Linked DNA regions of Mus musculus: region 1 is linked to region 2. A link is a contact called in public Hi-C data. All regions are on one chromosome and are shown on one strand. The core of a region is the stretch at or near the end of the contact, and the rest is flanking DNA. Distances in the headings are between cores, read along the strand shown.

Evidence for each region. A called contact is a pair of places that touch in the nucleus more often than the background predicts.
Region 1: a Hi-C map of liver shows a contact between it and region 2, with 1.8 times the contacts expected there. The contact joins the enhancer-like site here to the promoter of Slc35d2 in region 2. A contact is called at or near these places in 3 of 39 promoter capture datasets (liver and macrophages), 10 of 484 Hi-C or Micro-C datasets (CD4 T cells, CD8 T cells, liver and 2 more), 5 of 115 datasets of contacts at active chromatin or transcription factors (embryonic stem cells, intestinal villus epithelium and pancreatic cancer cells) and 3 of 9 other capture datasets (adipose tissue, liver and pancreatic islet).

Annotation. Positions count from the first base shown.
Region 1 is chr13:64,177,361-64,180,851 of GRCm38.p6, reverse strand. The region is part of intron 5 of Habp4 (hyaluronic acid binding protein 4); the gene reads right to left. Among named protein-coding and RNA genes, the nearest start is that of Habp4, 17 kb to the right of the region's middle. Within about 2 kb of position 1,366, at least 13 of the 459 cell types and tissues checked have an H3K27ac peak or open chromatin away from gene starts, as enhancers often do. A contact at or near this core is called in liver, where this site is marked.
Region 2 is chr13:64,127,183-64,130,815 of GRCm38.p6, reverse strand. It overlaps Slc35d2 (solute carrier family 35, member D2), which reads left to right and starts at 1,486. Exons shown (of 12, transcript NM_001001321.3): 1 at 1,486-1,630. The coding sequence starts at 1,509.

The DNA.
Region 1 (3,491 bases), core at 117-2,616, 50 kb before region 2:
TTTTCTGGTGCCACAGGTACCAGGCATTCATGTGGTGCACACACACACACACACAGAGAGACAAAACATTCATACATGTAATTTTTAAAGAAAGAAAAGGGGAGTGTCTTTAAAGGCAATTAACAAGTTTTGACAAAGATTTTTTTTTTTTTTTTTTGGCTGGTGGGACCAAGTGTCTACTTCAGAAAAGAAAGTTATACTTTTGTGGGACTGTATTGGGGATGTGATTATCAACGTAGAAAACAGTCTGGGGGGCCGGAGAGATGGCTCAGTGGTTAAGAGCACTGACTGCTCTTCCAGAGGGCCTAAATTCAATTCCCAGCAAGCACATGGTGGCTCACAACCATCTGTATTGGGATGTGGTGCCCTCTTCTGGTATGCAAGTGTACATGCAGACAGAGCACTCATACATAGAAAAAGGAAGGGAAAGGGGAAGGGGAAGGGGAAGGGGAAGGGGAAGGGGAAGGGGAAGGGACGGAACAGTCTGGTCTTCAATTTTTTTTACAGAGTCGGGTGTCATGGCTCACATCTTTAATCTCAGACCTAGGCAGGCAGAGACAAGTGGATCTCTATGAGTTTGGTGCCATCCTGGTCTACACATCAGGCTCCAGGACAGCTGGGACTGACTACACAGCAAGTTCCAAGACATAGAGATCTTGTCTCAAATTTTTTTTTTCTGGGGACAAGAGAGATGGCTTAGTGGTTAAGAACACTGGCTGCTCTTCCAGAGGATCTGGGTTCAATTCCCAGCAACCACATGGCAGCTCACAGCTGTCTGCAACTCTAGTTCCAGGGGATCCAACACCCTTATACAGACATACATGCAGTCAAATCACCAATGTGCATAAGACTAAAATTTTAAAAATTATTAAATTTTCTGAGAGTTCATATATGATCCAGGAATTTCATACCTGAGAGAAATGAGAACGCGCATCCCTATCAAACACATACATGAATGTTTACAGTGGCTGTTATGTACAGCAGCCTCAAACTGGAAACTATTAGCATGTCTGTCACCTGACAAGTAGATAAACAAAACAGGGATTTTAAAATATAGGCCATAACATGACAGAAATTTAGACATATGGCAAGTGAAATAAGCTAACGTGTCTTCTCTTTTCTGTGTAAGATTCCGTTTATATGATCGGAAGAGGCAAGCTCAAAGACAAAACAGGGCAGTGTAGCAGGTGCCCTCAAACATCAGAACACTGATGAGGAACAATTCAGCTGCTGTCAGAACACAGGGAAGGATGGGTGTGACACACCAGTAAATTGGCTAAGTTGGAAGAATAAGCATGCATTTCAGGTTGTTCACTAAAACACTGGCTTACAGGACTTTAAGCTCTTCCATCAAGTTCTAAGCCTGGGAGGTGAAGGTCCACTGTGGCGGAATGGGGAAAGCCCCAGTGTCAACTCAATCAGCCAGAGCTGGGGTGGCAGGTCATCGATCGTATCAAGAAACGGAATTCTTAAACCATCAACAATGACACAGCTGCTGGGAGATTAGTGTGATTTTAAAGTCTGACAGAGCCACAGAAACAAGAATTCTCCCTGAAGAGTCCTACATAACTCGCTTTCCCAGCTCATAGAAATGAGTGTGTCTGTGACTTTAGTTAACGCAGTCTAAATAGGCACGTTAACTGTGAATCCTATTTTAAAAACACATTCTTAGTTGTTTTGAGCAGTAAATTCACAGCTGTCACAACCGTCAGTCACTGTCACTCGTGTAAGAGATGTAGGGGGCCCCTCCCTCTCTCCTATTTGTAGATAGGAGCATAGCTGAGCATAAAACACAGCCCTCACAACTCCAGTTGATTATTCCTATTAACAAATGAGGGCAGATTAAATAACTGGATCAAACTGGCTCAGTCTGCTCTGGCAGCTGAAGGGGGAGAAAGGGAGAATCAGCAGCAGGGTGAAGGGCAAGAATTCAGCAAACAGGGAAGGGGGGGGGAGGATAAGGTGTGTTCAGAAACGTGAAGTAGGGAGCCACAAAATGAGTCCTGAGAAGGCACGAGAGTGGTCAAACATGAGGCACTGGAGGGGTCTGAAGGGGTCGGAGAATGTGACACTCAGAACGCCCACATGACAGCCACTCTGGTGCAGAGAGAGGCTCGGGAGCTGCAGTGACAGCTGGACGTCAGAAGTTTAGGCTGTGCCGGTGACAGGGATGATTAGGGACACAATGAAGGCCTGAATTGGGGGTAGGAGAGGACTGAAAACTGGACTTCCAAGGGAGACTTAGAGGTTTCTGCTTGGGGAAGCTGATGAGTGTTGATGCTGGTCCGGAGCACAGACACCTGCTGAGGCCCAGGGGGTTGTGGGGAAGCAGGCAAGCAGCTCAGTCATGCTGAGCATGAGGTATCAGTGGCGAAGCAGGCGTAGGTGTGCAGGAGACAGACACACAGACCTCGGACCTCGGACTCGGGTTGAAGGATGAAGGCAAAGATCTGTATTTTGGTGTCAAAACACACATATGACAATTCGAGAGCAGGGTACATAAGATCACATAAAGACGGAGAAAGAGAACAGGCCTGAGGCAAAACTCTAATGAGTTTCGAAGGAGATGCTCAAGGCAGAGGGAACCCAGAGCGCAGTTAGCCAGAGAGCTGAGCTTAAGTCAACACAGATTTAGGTTGAAGTGGCCGCTAGGCCTGGTGAGGTGAGGGGGGAGTATTCAGAGGGTGATGACGACACAAAGCAGGCCTGGAGTTATAGAAACAAGTGATGGAGGAATGAACACAGCTCCGTGTAGGGCTAAGGGGAGACTTTAACATGAGACTGCATACACTTCAACTGTCCAGAAGACCAGAGCTGGGGAAAAAGACATGTACAAACTGAGGGTTGAGAAGGTCAGTGGGAATGACCCAAAACTGGAAGAGGTGGGAGAAGAGATGGGAAAAGGGAAGACCATCAACTTCCCAGCTGTGGAATTTCCATGAGGTGTGGCAATGATGTGGGGAAGTGCTGTCAGGGTCTTGGAGAATCCATGAAGTAGTGATGCTGGACAGTGCTGGCTGGTCTTCTCAGAAAACTGGCTATCAACACCTTACCAGATGCTACCGAGGGGGCTGCAGAGATGGCTCAGAGGTTAAGAGCACTGACTGCTCTTCCAGAGGTTCTGAGGAGTTCAGTTCCCAGCAGCCCCCGGGGTGGCTCACAACCACCTGTAATGGGACCCGATGCCCTCTTCTGGTGTGTGTCTGAAGACAGCAAAGGTGTGCTCGCATATATAAAAATAAATAAATCTTTAAAAAGAAAAAATAAAGATGTTACCACGTGGCTAGTGAGATGGCTCGGTGGGTAACGCTGCTTGTTACACAAGCCTGGTGACCTGAGATTGAGCCCTGGAACCCACATCAAGGTGGAAGGCGAGAACCAACTCTACAAATTGTTCTCTGACCTCCGCGTGCACGTGCGATGCATATACACACACAATAGTAAGAAAGTAACCAAACCAAACCAAAAACCTTTGCAAAAGTTCCAAGCAC
Region 2 (3,633 bases), core at 237-2,736:
CCAGAAGAGGGAGTCAGATCTTGTTACAGATGGTTGTGAGCCACCATGTGGTTGCTGGGATTTGAACTCTGGACCTTCGGAAGAGCAGTCGGGTGCTCTTACCCACTGAGCCATCTCACCAGCCCCATCTTCTTTCTCCTTCTGCTCTGGGTACTTTTTTTTTTCTTCTTTTTTTTTTTTTTTTTTTTCGAGACAGGGTTTCTCTGTATAGTCCTGGCTTGTCCTGGAACTCACTCTGTAGACCAGGCTGGCCTCGAACTCAGAAATCCGCCTGCCTCTGCCTCCCAAGTGCTGGGACTAAAGGCGTGCGCCACCACGCCCGGTGTGGGTACTTTTTCTTAACCTACAACACACCTCAGTGGTACATGATGGAGAGAATGGTCATGTTGGCAGTTTTCTGTGCCCCTTCAATACCCCCAATGCAGAACACCCAGAAGAGATACACACAGATGGACCGGGGACACCTCCATGTTCTCCTATCCAAACCAAGCCGCTGATCTCCCCTAAGCTATGGATTGTTTGTTTCTGCTGGCATTTATCCAACTGCCAGGAATCTTCCCATGGTCCAGGTTGAGCTGGGCCTATACTCAATTTTGAACCAAGTCAGTGAGCCTGCGCTTTGGCCACGGAATGAGGAGCCCTTTGGACCTAACACTGGTGTGTGCAGTCAGAACTCAAAAAAACACTATTTTGGCTGTGGAATGCAAGTTAATACTGATCAAAGTGCAATACATCTGAACATGAGAACAAACTTGAGAGTCGTTCTACAGCTTTGAGCTTTTATTCACAAGAACCAGGGATCCTGGGGCTGCTGTCCTAGGGAGAAGTGGGCCTTTTGTGAGGGAGGCCTGAATTTACCAAAAGTGTCCAGAGGAAGAGAAGCCGAATACATGGCATTTATGGTGGATGCCAGTCTTAGGCATTTATGAACGAGAAACAGAAGCGTTCCGCACGAGCACTTGTCTTGAAGTATGCCTGGAAGCATTTTTAGTAATAGTTGTAAATTGGGAATTACCATCATGCCAACCACCGGGGTAGATGGGGGCGCTCTGAACACACGCAGGGAGGTGTAGCCCAGCACCACAGCTGATACACCCTAAGTACTCAGGGGGACTCTTGCCCTTTGTGGGGATGTTGTACTCAGATTTACGTGTTTGCTTGGTTCTGTTCATTTGTCAAGAACGCATCTGTAACTCACTAATCAGGCGCGTCCCGTAGGACATAAATTATACTTTTTAAAAACAAACAAACAAAAACGGAAACGAACCTCAGCCTTTCTGGGGGTGCCGGCTAAGGCAGTTTTTCGGCTTTCCCGGGAGGTGGACACCTCCAAGGAGAGAGCGCACTAGAAGCACCAGTGCGTGGTGCGGGGGTGCGGGGTGCGGGGTGCGGGGCGGGCCGTGGTCGGAGTTCGCGCCCAGGCTCTTCCTGTTCCTGCCGCACCCTCTTCCCGGGCCGCTGGGGGCGGGACCGCGGGCTGGGTTTGGGCCGGGCGGCGGAGGGCAGAGATGGAGGAGCCCAACGCGGCGCCGTTGCCCTCTCGCCTGGCCAGGCTGCTGTCGGCGCTCTTCTATGGCACATGCTCCTTCCTCATCGTGCTGGTCAACAAGGCGCTGCTGACCACATACGGGTGAGGCTGGTTATGAGGGATGCAGGGTGGCCGGGGCTTGGAAAGCCGAGTGTGCTCTGCCTTTACCAAGTCACTACCCAACAAAGTCCACTTGGGATCAAGAACATACACCAGCTGAACTTAAAAGCCACCTTTGCAAGCATTAAGTAAGTTCAGCAACTGAGAAAAAAGTGACGACTTATTTTAAGACAGGCATTCATCAGATAGTTCACGCTGGCCTCGAACTCAAATCCTCATGACTGAGCCTCTCTAGTGCTGTTATTACAGGTTACAACATCATAAACATAAATGTATTTTGAGCAAATCATTACCTTTTAATCTTCGTGGTGTTTTTGAGACAGGATTTCATGCACCCCAGGTTAACTTCTGGACTACCTAATAGTTTTCCTGTCTCCACCTTCCATGTGTGACACCACACCTGTTTTGTACAGAGGAAGCCACCCAAGGCTTTTCATTTTCACTGAGATACATCTCCAGCTCCAAGCAAAACAAACGAAACAAAACAAAAATGCATGTTCCACCGATTACATCTGGACTTGTGTGGTTTGTTTATATAGGCTAATCATCCATTCTCAAATAACCATCGTATTTCTGGATAATCAGAACAACTAGAAGTTTACAAGATCAGCTTTTTTTTTTTTTTTTTTTTTTTTTTTTTTTTTAAGATCAGAGTGGAATGCACCAGCAACTCTGTGCTTCTTTGAACTTATTTGTAAAGACTATAATAATATCCTATTTAATTCTACTCTGTGGTTGAATCCGGAGAGAACTGTGGTTTTAAATCTGGCCCCAGGGGTGATTGCTCCCTGGCCATACTTAGCATTTTCCTTAGATGCAGAACCTAGCTGACTATAAGCATGGTATTAACCTCCTAGGGCCTTGCCTGAGCTGCCACAACCCAGGGCTCTTTGTAAACCCCACAGTTCTGCTTTTTTTTTTTTGTCTTATATTTGGGAAAACTCAGATCCATATCGGGTCCACAAGTTGTAAGTCCAACAGATACTATTGAGTACCTACTATGCTGATCCCATGGTATGTTGTGGAAAAAATGGTATAGACCATGTGGAACATCTTCGATGGAAGTTCTACTTCAACAACAAACAGGTTCAAGAACTGATAAAGCATTGCAGATGTGACCCAAGAGAGAAGAGGGTCAGAGGTTGGGGCCAGAACATCAGGCAGAAGAGAGCAGCAAGAGCTTGGCTTCCTGGAAGAGCAGAGAGAAAGTCAACTTGGCTAGATGACTGGAAGGGAGTGACCAAGTACCAAGAAGACCCCCAGGAGAACTTTACAGGAGGGCGGGGACAGAGCCTTCATAAATTTAATGACAGTGTGTGCTCAGGATGTGACAGCCATATTCTCAGGCACATAGGTAACTGAAGTGAATAGAACAGGTAAACAAAACAAAACGCCTTAATTTCACATCCTAGTGTACCAGCAATAAGCCATTGAATGCCATTGAATGTGTGTGTGTGTATAGGTCAGAGGACAACTTTCAAGAGTCAGTTTTTTCCTTCCACTGTGTGGGTCTCAGGGATGGATTCAGTTTGTTAGGCCTGGCAGCAAGCCCCTTTCCCCACCAAACCATCTTCAAAGCCTAGTATTCATATGGGTTTGTTCACAGCTACCTATAACTTCAACTCCAGGGGATCTAACACCCTCTCACAAGCAAATGAATAAAAATAAATATTTATGAAAAAAACCCCACAAACAGTATGCTAAGTAAAATGAATATACACTTAAGCCAGTTAATACATATAGTATTAACATATAGTATGTACATAAAGTGTGAGGTCATAACGGAAAAAGAAAATGTCAGGGTGGTGGTGAGGCTGTTGGTAGTGTTTGCCTAGCATGCAAAAAACTGGATTCAATCTCTAGCACTACACAGTAGTGGACACCTGTCACTTGGGAGGTGGAAGCAGCAAGATCTATCAAGTTCAAGGTCATCTTGAGCCATCAGAGACCTTGGTTCAAAGTAAAATAAAATGCAAAGGGGCTGG